Linked DNA regions of Gasterosteus aculeatus: region 1 is linked to region 2. Evidence: chromatin contacts called from public Hi-C data. All regions are on one chromosome and are shown on one strand. The core of a region is the stretch at or near the end of the contact, and the rest is flanking DNA. Distances in the headings are between cores, read along the strand shown. Region 1 holds the start of yars1 (tyrosyl-tRNA synthetase 1). Region 2 overlaps fam49al (family with sequence similarity 49 member A, like).

Region 1 (6,136 bases), core at 1,280-3,779, 71 kb before region 2:
GTGCAGGTCTGCAAACAGAATGGTGACCTGAGGGAGAAGAAGCAAAAACATGGAACCACCCATATAAACAGGGCTCAGACTTAGCAGGAAGTGCAGATTAAATCAAATTATTTAACAACACACAAGATGCTGAATGAGATCTTTCCCACCTCACATCCGGCCTTGAGGAAGTCTGCTATCTTGGACATGGGGACAAAGTAAGCCACGTGGGGTCTGCCGGTGGTCGCCGTGCCCCAGTACACCTTCAGCTCCCTCTCCTGAAGAACCTGCTTCATCTTCTCCTCTCCGAGGACCTCCTGCAATTCACGCGTATAAGAGACGTATTGCACCAAGCTACTGGCGTGGGTTCGCTCACCCGGAGTGGGTTTGTGTAATGCTCCACCTGGAGGTTCCTAGTTATGAGGTGGAGCTTCTCATCCGGACTCAGCTTGTCCGCCATGGTGCAGAGTCTCCTGAGGGGGAAGATGGGAGTTTAGGCACAGTATGGACCGATGGCAGCTGTTTGAGTTAACATGCATACAAGCAGATATTGTTAGAATACTAACAATCAACATTGATTTAGCTAAAATCTCGTTAGTTGCAAGCAGCGAGAATTCCACCTAAATATCTTTATTATATGAAAAAAATGTTGCTCAATTTATGTCATAGATGCCGAAGTACAATACGGTTTATTAAATACATTGGGCCTTCACATCCGAGTAAGTAAGACACAAGTTAAATATACTCGGAGCCGTTTGCCGTTGTACTTAAGACAGCACAAAAAGGCAAGCTACTCGCTAACGTTAAATAAGATTCATTATCAAGTCCCAGCGTTTTGCTTCATATATGAATAAACTATTCGCTCAACTTTAAGGCCAAATGTAAGCTGCCCTGCTATCGTTGGACGGAACGCTTTAAATGAATGAACGAGCCCGCTAGCGCTACGTGGCTAACGTTAGCTAGCAACAAACCCATGTGTGGCTAACGCTACCAAGCTTTGGTGACGTTTCGGGTTAAAGCGACAACCGTTTTGGAAGCTGTATCTTCACGTTATCAAAAATGAGCATAATTTTATCTTAAGGCCATAATGTACAACCGGCTGACTCACCTCGAACCTGTCTTCTTAGAATGAGACGTGGGTGAGTTTGCCGGTTGCGGGGGACCTGTCAGTGTGTTGCATCAGCGTAAGCTTACACTCGGTTATCGATTCACAATAAACTCCAGGGAAAAGCAATCGAGTGCAGAGCCCGTGATTTTGAGGTGTAGCTTTGTTATTGCGCAGTTGTTATTAGTCCCCAATTACGGGAGGAAAAAAAACAGAACAACCATAAATAAGCTGTTGTTGGACCCATTCTTCCCATGAAGAACTATATCCTGTATATGAACTGTCACCTCCAAATCGCCTTAATATAAACTGCATGGAAACCGACAGTAGTTACAATAATACCAATCTGAACAAATGGACTCCAATATCGTGTATATTAATTAACATTGATTAATTACAAATTAATATATTCAAAAAGGCAACGAACTCGGGGCTTTGGAGTCATTGAGTGTCTACTCTGCTTGGTGTTCCAGCCTCTCTGGCTTTTGACATTAATTATTTACTTGACATGCAGTCCCTTAAAAAAAAAGAAAAGTAAATTATTTCCTTCTCTTTAATCAAATGTATAGCTCACAGCTTGATAATAACTCGTGTTATTACACGGTTATATCTCTAAATCTCTCACAAGTGACCCTCCTCCCGTCCAAAAAGTAGAAGTCAATGAAAATAACATTACTTCATAATTAACACCAGAATTAACTTATCTTAGGAAGTTGTATTGTGTTTTTTTTTTACCTTAATATAACACCCCCGCTAACTAGTCGCGTACAAATGTATTTTCAATGAGTCAGTAAAGTTGATCGGGGTGCCTCCATCTCAATTAGGTCCATCGCAAAGTAAAGAAAAAAAACACGACAGGACCTCATGTAACGGGGTCGTGTAACGTCCACCCGGGTGGGCGGGGTCACACGTCGGCCTCCAGTCGGGGGAGCACCGGGAGGATGAGGTTCCCGAACGCGGAGTCCTGCGTGATGAAGAAGCCGGACGAGTGGACGTGTGCGTGCTGCAGGGCGGCCTTCTGCTGCGCGGCGACGTGCTGCTGCTCCGCGCTGTGCCTCGCCTCCTTCCCGCCGGTCCCGGACGACAGGGGGGTGTTGGCCCCGGGGCTGCCCGCGGACTGGCTCTGCAGCAGCAGCCTCTTCTCCTTGCCCAGCTCAGCCAGGATGGCCACACGGGTCTTGTTGTGGAAGCCTGGTCCTGGAGGGTTAGCGGCAGCCATGGCGGCTTAGCGGAGGTAGTGAGCGGGGAAAAAAGGTTTCTCAAGTCCATGAAGTTGATAACGTCAATATAATAGTATCTATATATATAGTTATAAGGATGTTTTATGTGCTTTTTAAGCTGACATCGTTGCAGTTTTTGTTGATATTGACAGAGATGGAGCAGAAAGACACAATTAGCCATTAAGTTTAGCTAGGTGTTTTTTGCTAGCTGCCGAGGCTAACAGAACCGTTACACTTCCGGCTGATTTTATTTCAAAATAAAAGCGCACGGTTTTTACTGTATATATATCGAATACAAAATGGCATAAAGCCCCTAAAATTGTGTTCATAATATTTCAGCGTCATATCCTACATACTATGTTATGTGCAGACGATGAGATTACCTGTGGTTTATAAAGTGACAAAATACTTTTACCTCACACAGGAAAATCTAGAATCACAGCGTCATGAATTTAATACATTTCAATTAACTTTGTTCTTAATTTTTGATTGGATGAGTACATATTTGCATTAGACACATCGGCTCAAAGGAATGTTTGATTCAGGCGAAATTATAAAATTGGAACCAAACTCAGACACTTGATGGCAGTAGTTCACTGCAAAACAGTTGACAGTAATGTTCCAATTTTAGTTTCTCCACATCATGTTGAGTTTAACATATTTCTTCATCCCAGCAATCTTCTAAATGTTCAATTTGAGTTATGTTTTTGAACAGATTCAATAAACATTTTTTGCCCTCTCAACCTACGCGGACCGTTTCGGGATGTTTTGAAAAACAGATCGGCTTTAGAGTTATGTCATTATTTGTAGGCATTGGGTTTTGGTTCATTCTCCAAATCAGGCTGTCGTGATATTAAAATATGGACGAATTAGAAATGAGCAGTTGGTTCGGCTCCAAGAAAAGTAAACTCGTTCACAGGCCACTTATTAGTATTTATTAACATTTTGTTCTCATTCTTCACATTTCCATAAATAACTACATTAAAGCGTTCATAGGTCTGTTTCACAGCCACAAATATCAAAGATATTTACAGTTTTACAATATATACATATGCACAGGAGGCATGTACACAAGGCGTCTGTGTGTCCCTATCAGATTAAAGCTCACAGATTTGGCTACAGCCTCAAGTCACGAGGGAGGTTTACCTACCAAACCATAACTGACAAAGTACTGGTAAATAAAACCAATTATTATCGACCCAGTTGGGGGAAATGGCACGGTGTTGGCATTCAGAGTATCCGCCACTAGAAATAAGGAATATCTAAAAGGAGGGAAAAAGGTGACTGAAGGTGAACATTTTCCCCATCAGCAACCCAGTTATCAGAAACATGTTGCAGATGTACAGCATGCGTAACATGACACCGTATGTACACATTTCCATATCATTAGATGACATGGACTGACGATCACAAAGCCTCGTGAGTGTTCCTTCATTAAAACACACACACACACACACACACACACACATTATACAAAGAAGAACAAACATTCAAAACAGACAAGTTCTCTTGTCAAGCCCATCTTCCAGTTGTCTTTTTTTTTCCACAATTATGTGCTTCCCTTTTTGAATGCAAAGACAGCAACTTGGCAACACACATTGAAAGGTGGCAGTTTTTTTCGAAGATTTGACTGCAAAAACCAATCCAGGTGGAACCTCAGAGGCCTTAAACACTGCACGAAGCACGACTTCCAGTAAACATAATTCCAAACAGGAACAGTCGAAGAACTAACAAATATTTAAGTAATGATATGACTGTCAGTAACAGCCGTGGTCACCATTTGCTCAGTATTAAGACAAATTAAAGAGTTCACAAAAAAAGCTGCGCTTTTGCCATTTTCAGGAGCACAATAGAATGTAAGCAATGCAAGCAAACTGCTTTACGATTACTATTGTAGTGGTTTCAGCACTTAGCGTCATCGAGCATCACATTATAACAGCTTCTTAAGCGTGACGGGATATTAGATGCAAAAAAACCGAAGTATTATTTGTAAGATATAAACATGACAGGCCACGACTCAAGAGCGTGAAGTGATTGGCTCGCGTGTCGGTTGTGAATATTAAGGCACCGTCACCGTTGAAGTTTAGCGGAACTATAAAGTCGTCTTTAGCGTAGCGCTCAGTCGTTCGTGGTCCCCGTGGCGTCTTCAACGACAGAAACCGTAGCACCAACAACCAACAAAAACGCTCTCATCACACTACAGGGATTATGCAATTTAACAGAGAACCCCCCCCCCCCCCAAAAAAAAACATTGTTTTCACAGTGCTCAAAAGAAGTGATACAAAAAAAGTCAGGCTTTTGAGATCTGACAGTAGAAGAGGAGGCAATGAATATGCTGCCGAGTGTCAAGACACAGAGGGAGAGGAGGGTCGCTCCAGATCATGGATCAGATCATGTGGACCAGTTCTGTCGACTCAGTTTCGGAATCCGCCTCGTTATCCCTAAAAAAAAAAAGAAATAAAAAATCCCCATAAATTCTTCAGTCTCACACACGCGCACACACGTATGAGATTTCAAGCCAAAGGCCTACCTTTGTTCTTGTAGCAGTTTGCGGTTGCCTTGACGCCGCTCCTCTGTGATTGGATACGAATACAGAATGAGGAGTCCGATCAGGATCATAAATATGGGTGCGGCAGAGACCAGAATCTTCAAGGTTATCCCCACTTGCTCTGGTTGAGAGCAGCCTCTACTGATGTAGCCTGCAAAACTGAACCAACAACACTCAGTTAGGAAAACTTCACATTTTCACACAAAGCTGGGCTTTGATATTGATCATCTATTTATTAATAAAGCCAAGATCTTGATCAAAAAGGCCAATGCAGCAATGCTATGTGTGACACACACACACACAAACACACACCTGACATGACTTAATTGGATGAAAGAAAAAGGAATTCCTTGCTTTGATGTGGGATTTGGAATTTGGCTTAACCTCATTTAGTTTTTGGTCTCGGTGCAGTAGAAAAATACTTGATGAATAACTGGCAAAGCCGCTTTGAATGATTTACAATATTGGTGTGTGTGTGTGTTTAAGCAACGACTTACTCTAAACTGAGAGTGGAAATGCCGAGGGAGACTCCGGAGGCGAACTTGGTGAAGAAGACGTAGAAGGAATAGAAGAGGGCCTCGTGGCCGGTGGACTTGGGGTTCCGCACTTGGAAGTCGTCGACGACGTCGGGCAGCATGGACCTGCAACAGATAAAAGCTGTGAGTCACAAACGCCTCCATCATAACTGGAAATACTGAGTACTGAATACTGAGACAAAAAACTAGGAGTAAGCGGGGGGGTCTCACCAGGGCAGCAGGAAGGCGGCGGCCACTCCGACGCCGGCGGCGAACGAGACGAAGTAGGTGACGATCAGATTGCTCTTCATGCACACCACCAGGATCATGAAGGGAACCACCGACTGGACAGAAGAGACAACGCGTCAGACCACCGACGCCCATTCAGAGGGAACTAAAACCCTCAAGCAGAGGAGCGAGCGCGGCCCTCACCAAGCTGCCGGTGTAGACCGCCGTCTTCTTTCCGAAGCGCGTCAGGAACCACTGCCAGAAGGGGATGGCCAGAGTGGCGGACAGCTGAGGGGGAAGAAAGAAAGAAACAAACAACAGTCACGGTCTGGTCGACCCCTCCAGGCAAAACCAGCCTTTTTCCTGCACGATAACGAGGTTTCAGACCCTGCAGGCCACATGACGCCGCAGTGATGGAGCTCCACACGCGATGCATTCACAAAGAATTGGACTTGAAGCACCGGACTCCTCGTAGCCGCCAAGCACGACAGCGAGGAGGGGAAACAATCGGGCTCCCGCAGCTTTTCCGAAAACAAATTTC
Region 2 (5,962 bases), core at 3,440-5,939:
AACACGATTGATGTTTAAATTTGAAACCTAATCAAGAGATAATCCTGACAGAAATGAACGAGTTGCAGCCCTGAGAAGATTTGTTAAGACTTTTGGGGTTGGATAGGATGGTCAAATAATTCTCATTTGCATACGACAAACGCGTAGTCCGGTTTAGCATCACGGGCGGGCGGCTCGTGCTTTTCCTTTTTCTTTCTTTTGAAAAGCGTAATTAGACAAAAGGAGATGCATATCGTGTTAATTGCTTTAATTAAGAGGTGCCGCTAGGAGGATTTCACAGACTGAAGGCGTGCCAGCCTTTTCCTTCTGTTTACGCTCTTGCTATGCTAAGCTAAGTAGCTTTGTGCGAAGAGACTGATATCTGCCATTAGTGTATTTTTGTTTGTATCCCCTCGTACACAGTGTGTGTGCTGCTGACCTGCAGAGCCTCTCTGCTGTAGTTGTGTCATCCAGTGACTGTGCGTCTGGGTAATTTGGAGTGCACTTAATCCTAATCTCTAATCCCATTTGACTAAACATTCCCTGCCATCTGGCCTTGGCCAGACAAAAAGGGGGGAAAACACGCAACTACACACACGCAGACAGACATGCGAGCGGCTAATCAGATCGCGTCGCAGCTGCGGGTCGAAGACGCCGATGACTCGACCACGACGAGGGAGCTTTATTGCTGATCAACACGCTGCGGTCTGAACATGCTTACAGATAGTACAGAAGGACACATATTCGGGCGGAACACTAGACGCCACACGTTTTTTTTTTTTTGCAACCTCGGGCCGGGAGTGTGTGGAACGCGAAGGACTCTGTTAGAAATGTGTCGCTTTCGTCTCCGGTAAACACGGCGGCGAACAGCGAAAGGTCAGCGAGCGTCACGGCGAGCAGAGAACGCGCAGGCATCAGCTCCTCGTTTATGAGGAGGACACGGACGGTTCAGAGCGAGACGCTCAGGTGTGACCCAATCATACATACTTGGTTCCTTTATATATACTCATGTAATTGTTGTGTTTGTGGCTTTATAGATGAACGCACGCACGCACACACACACACACACACTGAGGGATGAGTGTGTGGCGGCTAAGAGACGGTGGTTTTGTGATGTTTCAATGCAATCCGATGTAGACTATGCATCCAGAGTGCACACCATCATTTATTGATGTGTGTGCGTGTGTGTGTGTGTCTCTATAGGGACGAGTGAGGTTCAGCGGGTTTATGCTGCTGCTCCTCCTCTTTTTGTCTCGCCGAGGAGGCCGCTGTTTACAAGGAGACGTGACAGAAGGACGTGGAGAGGAAGAGACGTGATTAGATGTGAATAGCCTTCAAGGAAAGTGTCATAGGTGCAGTGTGCCTACACCCCCCCCCCCCCCCCCCCCCCAAAGTCCACCCTCCACACACATTTCCTGCCGGGTTATGTAATGCGGGGGGCGCTCGGTAGTTTTTTCCCTTCGTCGTCTACCCTTCCCAGTCCAGAGCATAACACGCCTTCCTGTTTTTCCAACAACCCAATGAACCCTTTTCCCAACACAAGCACGCGCACACACACACACACACACACACACACACACACACACATACAGCATTGTCACCTTTTGTAAGTAATTTGCTTATTTTATTTAAAGCCGCTTACCATTGATGTATTGTGTCTAGTGGGCCATGATAATGTGTCTCACTCCTCTCACACTGTGTGTGTGTGTGTGTGTGTGTGTGTGTGTGTGTGTGTGTGTGTGTGTGTGTGTGTGTGTGTGTGTGTGTGTGTGTGTGTCATCAACTTCATATCAAAATCAATCCTCAGTCCATTTCCTCTTTAATCTATCTGTGTGTCCACTTAGGCGAGAAATGGGTGTGGCAGCCGATACATGACAAACAATACAAGTGTGTGTGTGTGCGTGTGCGCGTGCCCGCGCATTTGATTCCATCTGCGTGTGAAGAGCAACGCGCACTCCGCGGTGCATAATGTGGGAGACGCGCGTGCCCGTTGTCAGTGGGCTAAAGCGCTGGAGCATTTTCCCGCCAGTGCGGCGTTTTGTGGGAGGGGCTCCGGCTGGGCGCAGTAGCAACAAAGAGCCGGGGCTTCCCGCTCGATATGCAAATGAGGGGGCGGTGGGCGGGGCGTGGAGCCTCCCATTCTGCGGCGCTTAACGCTTTCACTGCCACGTCCGGCTCCTTCTGGTCACTCAGGTTTGTATACACTTTTTTTGACGTTAGTGTGAAAACATAGTGTTCTTTGTGCAGGTCAAAGGTTAAATGAGCTGCTGAACATTATTCACCCTCCGTTTGATTTTCCACTGTCTTTGCAATGTGTTACTTTACTGGAATATTACATGGTCCCAGATTACCAGTGTGGAAATGTGATTTACCATAAATTAAGTTAGTCATTTTTTAATGGAGGTTGTCCTTGAACTACATATTGTACCGTCAGGATCTATAAAGGTCATAAAATAAATAATTTGTTATTATACTGTACCTTGCAATTAGTTATTTTATAATACATTTATTCAGCACTATTCATTTAAATTGTCTACTCACTGTATTGTACAAAGCTACAATATGGATATTCTACATTTAGCACGTATTATAAAACAGATGTGTGTGTGTGTGTGTGTGTCTACTTTGAACTGCCCATGACATGCCCGTGTTGTAAGTGTGTTATGAAGCCAACGTAACATTAGACCAGTAGCAGCTGTCGCGCACATACATGTGCGCTCCACGCACATACTCATCCCCCTATTTCAAACAAAGGGCTCTTTTGTATGAACAAACCGTGTGCTTCGACACGCTAAGCAGGACTCCCACTCCCCTGTGCACTGATATTTCAGATATTCACTCACCGTTCTCTCCATTTGTGCATTTCTCTGATTCAAACTCTGATTCTTTGACAGGAGCTGCATGCTTATTCCTGTGACTTGTGTCTATAGAAACACGGTGTGATTCCAACAACACCACCTTGGTTACAGCTGGGTTGACACCCCCCCACCCCCCCCATGTTAACTATTTAGCGCTGTTAGCATCATTGTGAGTTTTGCCGGCTAAACTTCAGCCCTGTCCAGAGCCGTCTGGATGCAATAGAAATGCCCCTAAACCTCAAATGTAGCCAATTTCACCCAACAGCTGAATCTCAAAGACAAAAGTTTTAAATGTACCAAATAACTGCAGACTTTTTCCTTTTGAATGAGAGTCTTTGTCCTCACGCAGCTGCGGAAATGCACTCGCAGGCACACACACACACACCCATGAGGTGCAAGTTGAGTGCAGGGCATCGCCCGGTGTTTTACCTGCGAGGAGAGCGACCTTCTGCTGATACCAACCAGGTCAGGGCGGCGTGTGCATCAGATAGACGTGTGGGAGGCTGTTTGGGCGGACAGAGTTGAGTGAAAGGCGGGACGGGAGGCCGCTGTTGAACGGACCCACAGTTTGGCTGATAAACTGCCCCCCCCCCCCCCCCCCCCCCCTCTTCCCTCCCACAGGGCAGTTAACGGTTAATAGCTGGGACTTAAAGGCGCAAAGCCACAATGTAAGCGGGTAATTTGCAAAACATTTGCGGGGAACTTTAGGATTAACTGATGGCCTCGGGAATTCCCCGACTCGTGACCCCGTGTGACCTGCTCGCCGCTCAAAGCGCCTCCTGCACAACGACAACCGTCCAAACCCCACAACACTTTGCCTATTGTACTTCCTCGTTTCATTGTGGCATTTGTTGAATTACTTCTTTATTGGAAGGCCCAGTGTCCGCTGGTTGTGGGTTTTATATCCCATGCTGGTTAAATGGGGCCAAACCAGAGGAACTCTTATGACTCTTATGTAGGTCTTGGCTCAAAAGTAGAAAATCTACTCTTAATTTCCCTAAAACAATTATCTGCAGCGACTTCACTGCCTTCAGTGTCTGTCACTCAGTACACAGAGTTACAATGCATGACCTACCCATGTGATTTAGCGCTTGTTATCTTGTGCTCACGGCGTCTCCTGAAGGGCAGTAAATAATTAACATTTGTCAGTTGTAAGGTGGGTTTTTTGTATTTGAATGCATGCCATCGGGGAAGTAAAGTGAGACATTTGTTCCTTGTTTATTACACGACAGTTAGGGCACAAAGCCAAAGCCGCGGATGCGCTGCAACACACACACATGCACACACACCTGTCACATCCCGCTGCTGACCAAACCACCATTTGCCTACAATCTTCTTGTTCATTCCACTTCCAAATCCTCCCGTTTCTCCTGCAGCAGCTTGGTTCTGTCTGCGCTGGTTGCATTCCGCCTGGCGGGATGCTGCAGCATCTTCTTGCTGCTCTCTTTACCAGATATGACTGCTGGCAGGCCCCTCCTGTGTCCCCCGGCCCCACTTCACACCGTGCGGTGCAAAAAACCCTGTCGGGACCTGAATTCAGATGGCAGGAGTGATGGTGATGATGGTGTTGCGCTTAATGGATGTTTTAAAGGTGTTTTGATCCACTGTTACATATTCGGAAAAACAGATCAATGCCATCTTTCCTCTTTTTTGTAACATATTAAAGCATCGGAAGGTCTTTATTAAAGGGAAATAAGCCTCTTCTTTTTTGATCCGATTGTATTTTTTGCTCAGTCTTTCATTTTCTTATCCTTTGCTGCCTCCTTGTGGCCAGTACATAACTACATAACTGTCACAAGCAATCGATTCCCAATTCCAATCCAGCCCCGATCTCATTCTGGGTTGAGTGAGTTGTGGGAGAGCTTCCTCTTCAAGCTTGTTTCTGCACCTTGAAGAAGACGTCTTTGTTCACTTCGCACTATACGAGGAAGACGACTCGCGTGGGAACTGACGCTCACTGCCGGGCTGGAGGTCATGTGAGGATTTCAGTCTGGATCTAAACGAGAAATGTGTGCGTCTGTGTTTGATGTGTGTACACTAACGGTTCACACCCTTCCTGCGATGTCCTTCCTCGCGACTTCATCAAAGTGCTGTTCACATCGTCTCGACTGAATATTCTTGAGAGAAAATTAAAACTATGCAATATTACACTTTGCAGTGCTAAAATAGCCTCATGCATGACGTGATGGGTTTGTGCACATTCTATTTGAACGAATGTCGAAAGGCTTCCGCGCTGCTCTGAGGTGCTTTTTTGGACATTTCTCTCGTTTTATTTAACAGTAGCTTGATTTCACCTCTGCAGACGTTTTCTTACCGCCGGTTGTCAGGTGACCTTACTAAGAACAATAATAACTAATCCACACCTGCAGTTTAGGTTGAAGCAGGATTCATCATCCAGCACAGATGGTTAAGATGGTTTAGTGCATCGAAAATTGACCTTTTATTTCTTATAAGAGAAAATGTAGCTTCCTTCCTTAGATTCCTTGTGGAGCCGCGATGGCTCTTAAAAAGCTTTTCTGTTCATCAAATTAGCAACGGCGTTAAATGTGATCATGGATGGAGCTCTAAAGCTGTACGGACACACACCACGCGTTGTTGAATGTAATAAATGACAAGTTTATTGTTGCACAAAATGTACAAAATAACAAGCAAATGGACGGCTCCTACACCCCCCACCCTCCGGTTCACCTGCAGTAATGAAGCTGATTTTCTGAAACCTATGACTACGGCAAGTCCGATGGCCCAAGCCAAACGCATGGTACTTCTGAGAGACAACACATACCCAATTTCAGCGTCACTGAACAATTAAAAATGAATAAAAACACCTTATTTACACATTTCTGTCAGAACTTTTACAACATGCCATCTATATATGTATACAGACTATGCTTGTTCGCATACCCCTGTATAGAAAATATATTATAAGATCAAATTAAATTAGACTAAGGGCCTATAGACATCCAAAGTACAGCACTTCTTCCTCCGTTTGATTTTTTTTTTTTTTTGATTTTTATTTCCCGCTTCAATTATTTCGTTCTTTGACAACCTCATACTAAAAGAAATAACTCTTATCGATGCAGATTCCCACGTATGTTCTGTTCATCCCTTGAGGACCCAAGGCGACC

Evidence for each region. A called contact is a pair of places that touch in the nucleus more often than the background predicts.
Region 1: a contact with region 2 is called in a Hi-C map of skeletal muscle, with 13 times the contacts expected there. The contact joins the promoter of yars1 here to the enhancer-like site in region 2. A contact is called at or near these places in 3 of 6 Hi-C or Micro-C datasets (skeletal muscle and tail fin).

What each region holds. Positions count from the first base shown.
Region 1 is chr10:15,366,272-15,372,407 of fGasAcu3.hap1.1, reverse strand. It overlaps yars1 (tyrosyl-tRNA synthetase 1), which reads right to left and starts at 2,529. Exons shown (of 15, transcript XM_078080950.1): 1 at 1,946-2,529; 2 at 1,088-1,142; 3 at 383-452; 4 at 150-296; 5 at 1-27. The coding sequence starts at 439. mfsd2ab (MFSD2 lysolipid transporter A, lysophospholipid b) reads right to left here. Exons shown (of 14, transcript XM_040188117.2): 10 at 5,800-5,883; 11 at 5,599-5,711; 12 at 5,350-5,493; 13 at 4,835-5,011; 14 at 3,217-4,745. The coding sequence ends at 4,691.
Region 2 is chr10:15,297,273-15,303,234 of fGasAcu3.hap1.1, reverse strand. It overlaps fam49al (family with sequence similarity 49 member A, like), which reads right to left. Exons shown (of 12, transcript XM_040189562.2): 12 at 5,433-5,962. Among protein-coding and RNA genes, the nearest start is that of trit1, 26 kb to the left of the region's middle. Within about 2 kb of position 4,689, at least 2 of the 9 cell types and tissues checked have open chromatin away from gene starts, as enhancers often do.